Regions from separate parts of the Oryctolagus cuniculus genome. Here all the other regions are linked to region 1. Evidence: chromatin contacts called from public Micro-C data. All regions are on one chromosome and are shown on one strand. Each heading gives the region's core, a stretch centred on a gene start, on an enhancer-like site or on the middle of the called end of the contact. The rest is flanking DNA. Distances are from core to core; before and after follow the strand shown. Region 1 holds the start of SLC45A1 (solute carrier family 45 member 1). Region 2 overlaps LOC127493503 (a long non-coding RNA gene). Region 3 holds the start of ERRFI1 (ERBB receptor feedback inhibitor 1).

Evidence for each region. Hi-C and Micro-C count contacts between places; a contact is called where the count stands out from the background.
Region 2: a Micro-C map of ear pinna shows a contact between it and region 1, with 4 times the contacts expected there. The contact joins the enhancer-like site here to the promoter of SLC45A1 in region 1. A contact is called at or near these places in 2 of 6 Hi-C or Micro-C datasets (ear pinna and embryonic fibroblasts).
Region 3: a contact with region 1 is called in a Micro-C map of ear pinna, with 16 times the contacts expected there. The contact joins the promoter of ERRFI1 here to the promoter of SLC45A1 in region 1. A contact is called at or near these places in 2 of 6 Hi-C or Micro-C datasets (ear pinna and an unstated tissue).

The regions. Positions count from the first base shown.
Region 1 is chr7:159,495,903-159,499,257 of mOryCun1.1, reverse strand. It overlaps SLC45A1 (solute carrier family 45 member 1), which reads left to right and starts at 1,570. Exons shown (of 9, transcript XM_070079336.1): 1 at 1,570-1,825.
Region 2 is chr7:159,750,972-159,754,326 of mOryCun1.1, reverse strand. It overlaps LOC127493503 (a long non-coding RNA gene), which reads right to left. Exons shown (of 3, transcript XR_007923731.2): 2 at 2,940-3,355. Among named protein-coding and RNA genes, the nearest start is that of PARK7, 25 kb to the left of the region's middle. Within about 2 kb of position 1,581, at least 2 of the 8 cell types and tissues checked have an H3K27ac peak or open chromatin away from gene starts, as enhancers often do. A contact at or near this core is called in ear pinna, where this site is marked.
Region 3 is chr7:159,716,766-159,720,120 of mOryCun1.1, reverse strand. It overlaps ERRFI1 (ERBB receptor feedback inhibitor 1), which reads right to left and starts at 1,840. Exons shown (of 4, transcript XM_051856883.2): 1 at 1,684-1,840.

The DNA.
Region 1 (3,355 bases), core at 321-2,820:
TAAAGATTATTTACTTGAGGCCGGCACCGCGGCTCACTTGGCTAATCCTCTATCATCCGCCTGCGGTGCCGGCACCCCGGGTTCTAGTCCCGGTTGGGGCGCCGGATTCTGTCCCGGTTGCCCCTCTTCCAGTTCAGCTCTCTGCTGTGGCCCGGGAAGGAAGTGGAGGATGGCCCAAGTGCTTGGGCCCTGCACCCCATGGGAGACCAGGAGAAGCACCTGGCTCCTGGCTTCGGATCAGCACGGTGCACCGGCCATAGCAGCCATTTGGGGGTTGAACCAACAGAAGGAAGACCTTTCTCTCTGTCTCTCTCTCTCACTGTCTAACTCTGCCTGTCAAAAAATAAATAAATAAATAAAGGTGAATTTTTAAAAAAAGATTATTTACTTGAAAGGCAAAGGAATGGGGAGTGGGGAGGGAGATCTTCCACCCACTGGTTCAGTCCCCAAATGCCCACACCAGCCTGGGCTGAGCTGGATGGAGTCTCGAACTCCATCTGGGTCAACCATGTGGGTGCAGGGGCCCGAGTACTTGGTCTCTGCTGCTGTCCCAGGCCATTAGCAGGGAGAGGATTGGGAGTGGAACAGCCGGGACTTGAACTGGAGCTCTGACAGCGGCCGAACCCGCTGTGCCCCAGCGCCGGCCCGGGACAGGACATCACAGAGCGGCCACGCTGTTCAACGCCCGCACCCCTCACATACTTCTGCGGGGAGGGTTGTGCAGGCTCAGTACCGTCCCAGCTCGGGTCACACCACCTTCACCTGCCGCCCAGGGCTGGAGCACCCGCGCCTCCTCTCCCCTGGACCTCCCCGTCCTCAGGGGTCGCTATGTCCCCGCACGCCTCTTAGCAACCTTGCGTGCTCGTCCCGCGTGTGTCCAAATCCCCAGCGTGGCCGCCCGGGGCAGGACCTGCCCTCCTCGGGTGGTGCCAGCAGTGGAGATGGGCAGGAGGCCACGTGCGAACCACACGCGGTGGGGGCCTCCGCTCCAGCACAGGGGAGCCGGCAAGGCAGGCGGGGGTCCCGCGGCCCGGCCCCCCAAGGAGGACGGAACGGGGTTGCGTTTTCCCGGGTGGGGGAGGGGGGGCAGCTGCTTCTGCAGGCTCCAGCGGGGTCGTCTGGGGGTTGGGGCGGTCCCTAACAGGGCAGGAAGGGGTCTCGGTGAGGGTCTGCTCCTGCCTGGCGTGAAGCTGGAGATGGACACACCGTCTGGTCACGGGGGACTGATCTGGGAGCCCCTGTCTGCGTCCCACGCCACGTTCCCTGCCACAGCTCCAGGCCCGGCTGCACCTGCGGCCAGCGGGGTCCCCCAGCCACTTCGACGCCAGCACTCGGGCAGGGGGCGCAGGGGCTCACCGCACCGTGCCTGCAGGTAAAGCACTGATTATTCATCGCCCCGAGGGGCAGCCCTACCGCCACCGCCCCGACCGCGAGCGCCCCCGACGGCCCTGACCCGCGAGCGCCCCCCGGTCCCCGAGCGCCCCCCGCCCATGCCGGGGGCGCCCCAAAACCTCCAGCGCCCTCGACGGCTCTGACCCGCTAGCGCCCCCAGGCCCCAAGCAACCCCGGAAGCCCAGAGCCGCGAGAGCCCCCGAGGCGGCGGGGCCGGACCGGGGCGGGTGCGCGGCGCCGCGGCGGCGGGCGGTGCCGCGTGAGCGCCGCTCTGCGGGCCCCGGCGCGAGGCCGCCGTGACGTCACGGCCCCGCCCGCGGGTGATGCTGCAGCGGCCGCGGCGGGCCGGGGGCGGCGAGGCCGGGACGGAGCGGCGCCGGGGGCGGGCAGGAGCCCAGCCTCGCGAGGGGATGCCTCCCGTCTGCACGCACAGGTACCGTTCCCTCCCGCGTCGCAGGCCGGGGCCGCGGGCCAGGTTGGCACGGGGACCTTTGTTCTTCCTGTCTGGCTCGCTGGACCGCGATGGAGCCCCGCCTCGGCCCCTGCGTGCGGACCCCCGGGGCCCAGCACAGGGGCGCCGCCGGCCGCGGGTTGATTTCGCCCTGGCTGGCAAGGCCAGGACGCTTGGAATTTGCTCCCGGCTCAGGGTGTGTTTACGGAGCCCGAGGCCTGTTCCCTGGTCACCTGGGCAGGTGTCATCAACTTCCGGTCCACCTCCTGCCAGAGGCTGATCCCTCGGCAAGGCCAGGCCCTGCGGGGCCGCGGGCCCCTGCTGTCCCTGCTGTCCTGAGTCCCTGGCCGCGGTCCGCATGCTTGGGAAGGAACTTCTGCCATGACTCAGGGCGCCGCGCTGTTCCCGGCTCCCGCAGGGAGGTAGCCAGGTGCCCAGGAAGCCCAGGGTCGCGAGGGCCTCGCCCTCGGAGGGAGGAGGCTCTGGCCCTGTGCAGAGAGAAACAGGCCACCCAGTTCGGGGACAGCTGGTTAAATCGTCCCCCCAAGTCCACAGGGCTCTCGCGTGGTCCGCGAAGACCCCCTTCCAGGATTAACTCGTAGGCTGGATGGAGGCGGAGTGTGGAAGGGAGTTGGCATGGTGCGAGGTGCGGCGGGGACCCGAGGAAGTCCTTTCTGCTCGTTGTAGGGTCCTGTCAGACGCCCGTTCCGCGCGCCTGCTCACTCCCAGCCAGCGCTGGCCCCGGGAGCACCTGTAGCAGTCAGCCTCCAAGTGCGCATCCTTGCTTTAAACATCGGGGGCGGGCGAACTCAGTGGCAGCTGAGACCCCCGACCCGAGTCCGAGCCCCCGGGCGTGCGAGCCTGCCCGGCTCCTGATCCAGCTGCATGCTAACGTGCGCGCTGAGAGGCGGCAGAGGACGGCTGGCCTGGCTGGGTCCCTTCCGTCCACGGGGGAGACCCAGACTGAGCTCCTGGCTGGCGGCTTCAGCCTGCCCAGCCCTGGCTGCTGTGGATATGTGGGGAGTGACCCAGCAGAAGGAAGATCTTTTTCGTTGGCCTTTCAAAGCGCACACACACCCTACAACGCGTCCTCTGTATCCCTGTTTCCTGGGAGCTCTGTGGGGCCCACATGCAACCTTCGGGTCCAGTAACGGTCGCCCAGTGTGGACAGGGTGAGCTGGTGCACCTTTGCATTAGCGGGTGAGAGTTCTGTTTCGGGGGGTGGGGGGTGGGGTCCGATGGTTAAGGAGCCCGAGCTGCACGTTGGGAGCCTGGGTTCACGGCCCGCCCTCACCCCGGCCCCAGCTTCCTGCCGATGCAGACCCTGGGAGACAGCGTTGGTAGCTCAGGTGCCTGGGTTCCTGCCGCCCATGAGGGAGACCTGGCTTGGGTCCTCAGCTCCCAGCTTTGGCCCAGCCCAGTCTCAGCCATTGCAGGAATTCGAGGACTGAACCAACGGATGGGGCGTGCTCGCTCTCCCTCTCCCTCTCAAAGAATTTTTTTTAAGATTAT
Region 2 (3,355 bases), core at 332-2,831, 260 kb before region 1:
AATGGCTGCAACAGCCAAGGCTGAGCCAGGCTGGAGCCAGGAGACTGGAGCTTCCTCCAGGTGCAGGGGCCCAAGGACTTGGATCATCTTCCACTGCTTTCCCAGGCACACTTCCAGGAAGCTGGATCGTAGTGGAGCAGCTGGAATAGAGCTGATGCCCGTATGGGATGCTGGCGTCTCAGGTGGTGGTTAACCTGCTACACCACAGTGCCAGCCCCTCCAGGAACTCTTTGGAAGACCCTCCTACGCCACAGGATCCGTGCATGGCTCAGCTTTCTTCTTTCCAAGGGAAAATGACTTCCCAACGCTCACTAAAGAGAAAGCTGTGCTTTCTGGACCTGGATAGGACATGGCCGCTGTCAGTCCTGTGCCCACCTGTCCTTGGTCCTGTGCACACCTGACCTTGGCCATGTGCACACCTGTCCTTGGTCCTGGGCATACTTGTCCTTGGCCCTGTGCACACCTGTCCTTGGTCCTGTGCACACCTGTCCTTGGCCCTGGGCACACCTGTCCTTGGCCCTGGGCACACTTGTCCTTGGTGCTGTGCACACCTGTCCTTGGTCCTGTGCACACCTGTCCTTGGTCCTGGGCACACCTGTCCTTGGCCCTGTGCTTGTCCTTGGTGCTGGGCACACCTGTCCTTGGTGCTGTGCCCACCTGTCCTTGGCCCTGGGCACACCTGTTCTTGGCCCTGTGCACACCTGTCCTTAGTCCTGTGCACACCTGTCCTTGGCCCTGTGCCCACCTGTCCTTGGTCCTGTGCCTACCTGTCCTTGGCCCTGGGCACACCTGTCCTGGGTGCTATGCACACCTGTCCTTGGCCCTGGGCACACCTGTCCTTGGCCCTGTGCTCACCTGTCCTTGGCCCTGGGCACACCTGTCCTTGGTCCTGTGCACACCTGTCCTTGTTCCTGGGGACACCAGTCCTTGGTCCTCTGCCCACCCATCCTTAGTGCTGTGCACACCTGTCCTTGGTCCTGGGCACACCTGTCCTTAGTCCTGTGCCCACCTGTCCTTGGCCCTGGGCACACCTGTCCTTAGTCCTGTGCACACCTGTCCTTGGCCCTGTGCCCACCTGTCCTTGGTGCTGTGCCCACCTGTCCTTGGCCCTGGGCACACCTGTCCTGGGTGCTATGCACACCTGTCCTTGGCGCTGTGCACACCTTTCCTTGGTGCTGTGCACACCTGTCCTTGGCCCTGTGCACACCTGTCCTTGGCCCTGTGCACACTTGTCCTTGGTGCTGTGCACACCTGTCCTTGGCCCTGGGCACACCTGTCCTGGGTGCTATGCACACCTGTCCTTGGTGCTGTGCACACTTGTCCTTGGTGCTGTGCCCACCTGTCCTTGGTCCTGTGCACACCTGTCCTTGGCCCTGTGCACACCTGTCCTTGGTCCTGTGCACACTTGTCCTTGGTCCTGTGCACATGTGTCCTTGGGGTTCATCCTTCCAGCCCTCGCCATGTGCAGGTTGGAGGCCTCGGGCTGATGGGCCTGCAGCCTGGGTCCCTGACTAATGGGTGGTCAGCCATTAGTGCTGGCACTGGGGACAGCAGGTCACCTGGAGGAAGCTTGTAAAAGATAGCTTGCTAGACGGGCTGAGGATGGTGGCAATCATCTGATGGCTGTGCCTCCGACCTGCCGCTGGGTTGGCCTTGAGCAGTAAACCTGTGCAGGAATCCAGTGAGCCAGGTGCGCAAGCTTGATGAGGGCACCCTCCTCCCTAATGCTCAGTTGGGCTTTCACATCCCTGATCCGGGAAAGACAGCCACCCGGCATGCTTACGCCAGCGTCAATTATCTCCGGCGGGGCCTAATACCATGTCATTAGACGGTGAGTCCGTGGGGCACGCCGCTCAGTGCTACCTGGCTCTGAAACACATCTGAAATTTTAATCATACAACAGATGCGTCAGTACCTGCTCATTGGGAAAGACGCCAAGGATACACGAATATGGTAAAGCCTGGAAAGTTCTCATTAAGGCCCGGCCTCCAAGCCCCTCCTCCTTTCCCAGGAGCCCCTTCTCTGCCCCTCCCCCAGTCTGTTTTCTATGTGTTTGCACACATGAGGTCACAGCACTTACACAGAAATTGTGCATCCTGCTTTCACCAGTTGTTTTAAAATAAATGACGAGGAAGCAGCTGTGGGAATTGTCTGGCACGAGTGGTTCTGGCACAGTTTGCTTGGAGCTCTGACCAGGCCACGCTGCCTGCGTCTACGCGGTGTCTGGGCAGGAGGCCGCTGCATGGCTGCATGGCCACTTACCTGATCCTCTGTTAATGCATTTCATCCAAGTTTTTCAATGACTATTTTTTTTAAGAAAATTGTTATTTTTAATTCTGGTAAAATGCACATAAGAGTCAATTTACTGTGCTGAGTGTACAGTGACCTTAAGCACACCATGATGGATGCCATCACCATCATCCGTCTCCTCAGCTCTCAACCCTGTGTTCGTGAACTCCTCGGCTCCCCCTGCCCAGCTCCTGGCAGCCAGCTCTGCTTTTGCTACGGGACGCCCCCAAAGCTGGCGGGAGGAGTGGCTGGGTCCGCTCACCCAGCCAGCCACAGCTGGGGCCCGTGACACAGGGCCCACGGACAAGAGCAGAAGGCAGGTGTGCACAGCAAGGCGCTGAGCAGGGAGCCAGTGGCTACAGTTCCGTTCCTCGACTCCCTGAGGCGCTAAGGCAGTGACCCTACAGTTCAGAGCTGGGGATTGGGTGGCCCTGGGCGTGGTCCCCAGCACACGTGGCCTGCCTTTGGTCAGCCATAGTGTCTGTCCCTTGGAATGGCAAAGGTGGGCTCCAGTCTGCCTGGGGCTGGGGCGGGTTGGGTGCGCCTTTGTTTGATGGGGCCTGGGGGTCCCTGCAAAGCTCTCAAAGAGAGCCTGGCACGGAGGTGTCGCCTGCAGGAGCCCTTGGACTCCTGGGATCAGAGTCTCTTACCTTTGTCACTCCCCTCGCTCAGAGGAGCTGCAAGCCAAGGAAAGGCCTGGGGCTTCTAAAGCCAACATCCGGGCATCGGACGAGGGCCTCTGCTCCACTTGGGCTGCCCTTGCACCTTGTCAGGTGGAATTCTGCGGCGTTCGACTTCTTATGACTGGCTGATTGTCTTTAGGCCATCCGTGTTGTAGCATGTATCGGGATTTCCTTCCATTCAAAGCTGAATAATATTCAATTGCACAGGGAAATGGGGGGCTTCAAAAAGTTTTTGGAAAAATGGAATTAAAGATGATTTATTTTGGTGCAAAGAAAACGTTTGAAATCCATGCATACTCTTTTCATGATCTGCATTTTCCATCAACTTTTTGAAGACCCCTGAAACCCCATTTTGCCTTTGTGTTTGTCCGTAGACACTTGCT
Region 3 (3,355 bases), core at 591-3,090, 220 kb before region 1:
GAGGAGTAGGAAAAACCAGTCACTGGAAATGACTTTACCTGTCAAAAACGAGCAGACATTTCATAACAGCCATAAAGAAATGACAACAGACTTGCTTTCCAACCCTTATCAGTGACTGGGTCCCATCTCACCGAGCCTCAGCAAGAGAACATGCTCCTCTGAGTTTATCTACCCACATCGCCTGCGTCCAAGGCTGTGTAGACAGAGCGGCACGCGGCGGAGACCCGGCCCTGGAAGGGTTTGCAGTCTCAGACACCTGTCAGTGTCCGCCCGGCCAAGTTCTGGCCCTCTACCGCCCATCAGCCAGCGCCGGCCGGACACACAGCTTGCGACGCGAAGGCGGCGGCAGCCTGAAGTGCACGCTGGGACCTCTACGCCCCGCGTTTCCCTTCAGACCTGCTGGTGGCTGGCACAGACCCTGGCCGCCGGCGTCCCTGCACCAGCACCGCCCGTGGGGAAGAAGCCCGCTTCTTCTGTCTGGACTTTGCAAAATCGGGTCTTGTGCTCAAACAGGCAGCCAGTCCGCCTTCAGCCTGTGTTTAGGTAAGATTTCACTCCAAAGTACGTACTTACAGAAATGCAATGAAAATAAAAATGCGCTTTCCAAAAGCAAGGCCAGGCTCTGGGAACTCAGGCTCCCGGACACTATCCGCCCACGGCAGCCTCACAGCTTTGCAAAAGCTTACAACTTTGCAAACACCCGTTCTCTTGAAGAAGAAGAAGAAAAAAAAAACACATTTAAACCTCACCTTTCTTCACCCCGGACAGTTGCCTGGAAACCAGTCCTGCCCTACCTGTGCTGCAGGTGGACCTCAATCACCAACACATCGCTTTGAAAGCCACGGGCGCTCTTCTGCCTGCACTTAAGTTTATGACTAACAATCGATTCACGTTTTTATCGGCTAAGAGGCTGGTTTCTTTCAAGCAATGATGAAATCCCAATAAAGACGGAGCCAGCACCAATACAGCACCAATCATGGTTAAGGAGTCATCTAATTTGCACCAGGATACGATACACATATAAATACACCAAATTCCCAACCAGCCTGCAGCCCACTCCTACTGTCCGCAAACCGGCCCGGAGGAACTCAGGTTGAATTAAAAACGCGCATCTGGGAACGACCCTCGCCGCTGAGGCCGGGCGGAGGGGCCGAGGCTGACCGCCCACGAGGACCGGTGCCAGCCTCGGGCCAGCGGCTGCCGAGCCCACCGCAGCCTCCCCCTAAAAAGCCTCGGCTCCCCGGGCGCAAGGTGTCCCGCAGGATAACGCGGCTGCGATTCCGACACGGCGGCGGGGGGCCACGCAAGACCCCCCAGGCCCCGGGGAGGACCCCGGGGCTCACCGCCCCGGAAGCCCGGTCCGCAGGCCGGTGCGCGGGGCTGCGGGGACGTGTCCCCAGCGCGCGGGTGCACGGCCCGGCGAGGCGGGGGGCCGCGCGGCGTCCACGCTCCGCCGAGCCGGGACGGCGGCGGGCCCCGGACGCCCCCAGCCCCGGCCGCGCCGCGCGGGGAGGGTCCCGGGTCCCGCCCTCCGCACCTCGGCGCGGGCCGGCCCCAGTCGGCGTCGCGGCGCCCTCCACGCCCCCACCCTGGCTCCGGGGAGCCGCCCGGCGCCGAGGGCCCCGCGGGACCGGGGCTGCGCACCGCCCTCCCCGCCCCCTCGCGGCGCGCCGGGCTCCTTACCCCGCAGGAGCGGCGACTGCCCCTCGGCGCCCTCCCGCGCATGTCCGTCCCGGCTGGCTCCGCGCCTCGGGCTCAGGGGCCCGGACACCGCGCAGGCGCCTTGCCCGCCGCCGCTCGCGCGCTCTGCCTCGCACTCGGCCGCCGTCGCCGCGGCCGCCGCCTGCATTTATAGCGTGTGCGCGGGCGGTGACGTCGACGCTCGCCGCCCCGCCCACCGCGTGCAGCCAATCAGGACGGCGGTCCTCTTAAAGGGGTGATGCCGCGGCTGGAGCGTTTGCGTGGGGCCCACCGGGGCGTCGCGCGCGCGCGCGCTGGGCAGCCGCCGGCTTTGTCCCTCGAGCCGGGCGAGAGGGCCGCGCTGCTCACCCCTGCGGGATCCGGGCGGCGGCTGCCGATCCCGAGAGCCCCGTGACACCGAGGTCTCAGAAATCTGCAGGCAGCAGTGCCTCGCGCGGAATTTCCCATCGATTTCGGCCCCGCGGAGGACACTTGCGCGATTTTTTTCCTAAGGAAACCCGGGAGTGGACGAGGCGCGGGGCAGGGGTGCAGTGGGACGGTGCGTGGGGGGACAGGGCCGTCGGGACGGAGTGATGGGGCAGAATGGGACGGCGAGGACGGTGCTGGCCGCAGAGGGGCCGTGGGGACAGTGAGGGCCTCGGGGCCGCGGGGACAGTGAGGGCCTCGGGGGACCTTGGGGACAGTGAGGGCCTCGGGACCGTGGGGACAGCGAGTCCTTGGGGGACCTTGGGGACTGTGAGGGTGGCTGGGCCCGCGGGGCCACTTGGCCGGCCTCGGGAGGAGCCCCTTGGAGCCCAGGGTCGCGGGGACGCGGGAGCCCGGGCCGGCCTGGACATTTGGCACCCTGGCGGCCCGGGAGGAGGTCTCTCAGGGCGCTGGTGATGCAACGCGGGCTTATAGTTTAACCGTAAAATAAATAACACAAATGATAGCAAACCGAGGGTAACTCAAGTAAGAAAAAGAGCAAACAGACGGAAACCCTCCAGCTGCAGCTAGAACAAATTCCCCGAGTGGCGCGGCTGCGGGAGGCCGGGCGCGGCTGACCCCTGGTCTCCGGGAGCCCCTCTGGGCCGCGATGTGTGCGGGTGCGAGGCGCAGCCGCGCGGCAGGTGCCTTCGCGGAGGGAGTGAGGTTCGGCCTCGCCATCCGGTTAACCATTAACCCGGCACCCCCGCAAACCTATTTGCCTTTTCTCCAGTGCCACTTACTTACATTCTTTCTAATTGATTCGAAGGCCCAATTTTGAATCCGCGGTCTCCAGCACACCTCCCACCCGCGTCTGGAGTAGTCCCCCTCCTCTGGGTTGCAAGGGAGGCGTTGACTCCATCCTCGTCCCGTGGCCCCTTCTGGCCTTCACGGGCTACGGGGTCGTTTTTGCGCCTAACCTGCTAACAGCTTAGCTGGTCCACCTGCCTGTGAACTTCCACTGACCGCCGCTGATTTTGCATTATTTGAGGAGGATGGGAAGTAGTCCCAGCTAACCGCTGATTTTCTTACCAAATTAACTAGGTTTTTTCGATCTGCAGAAAATCTGTGCGGGTTTTTCCCCGTGTTGCCGTCACGGGTGTTCCAGGCGAACCCACATGCTGCTGTCAGGGTAAAAAAAGGTGGGCCCGAGACTTGCCAGAGAGCGCCTTCTCATACTTCACTCACA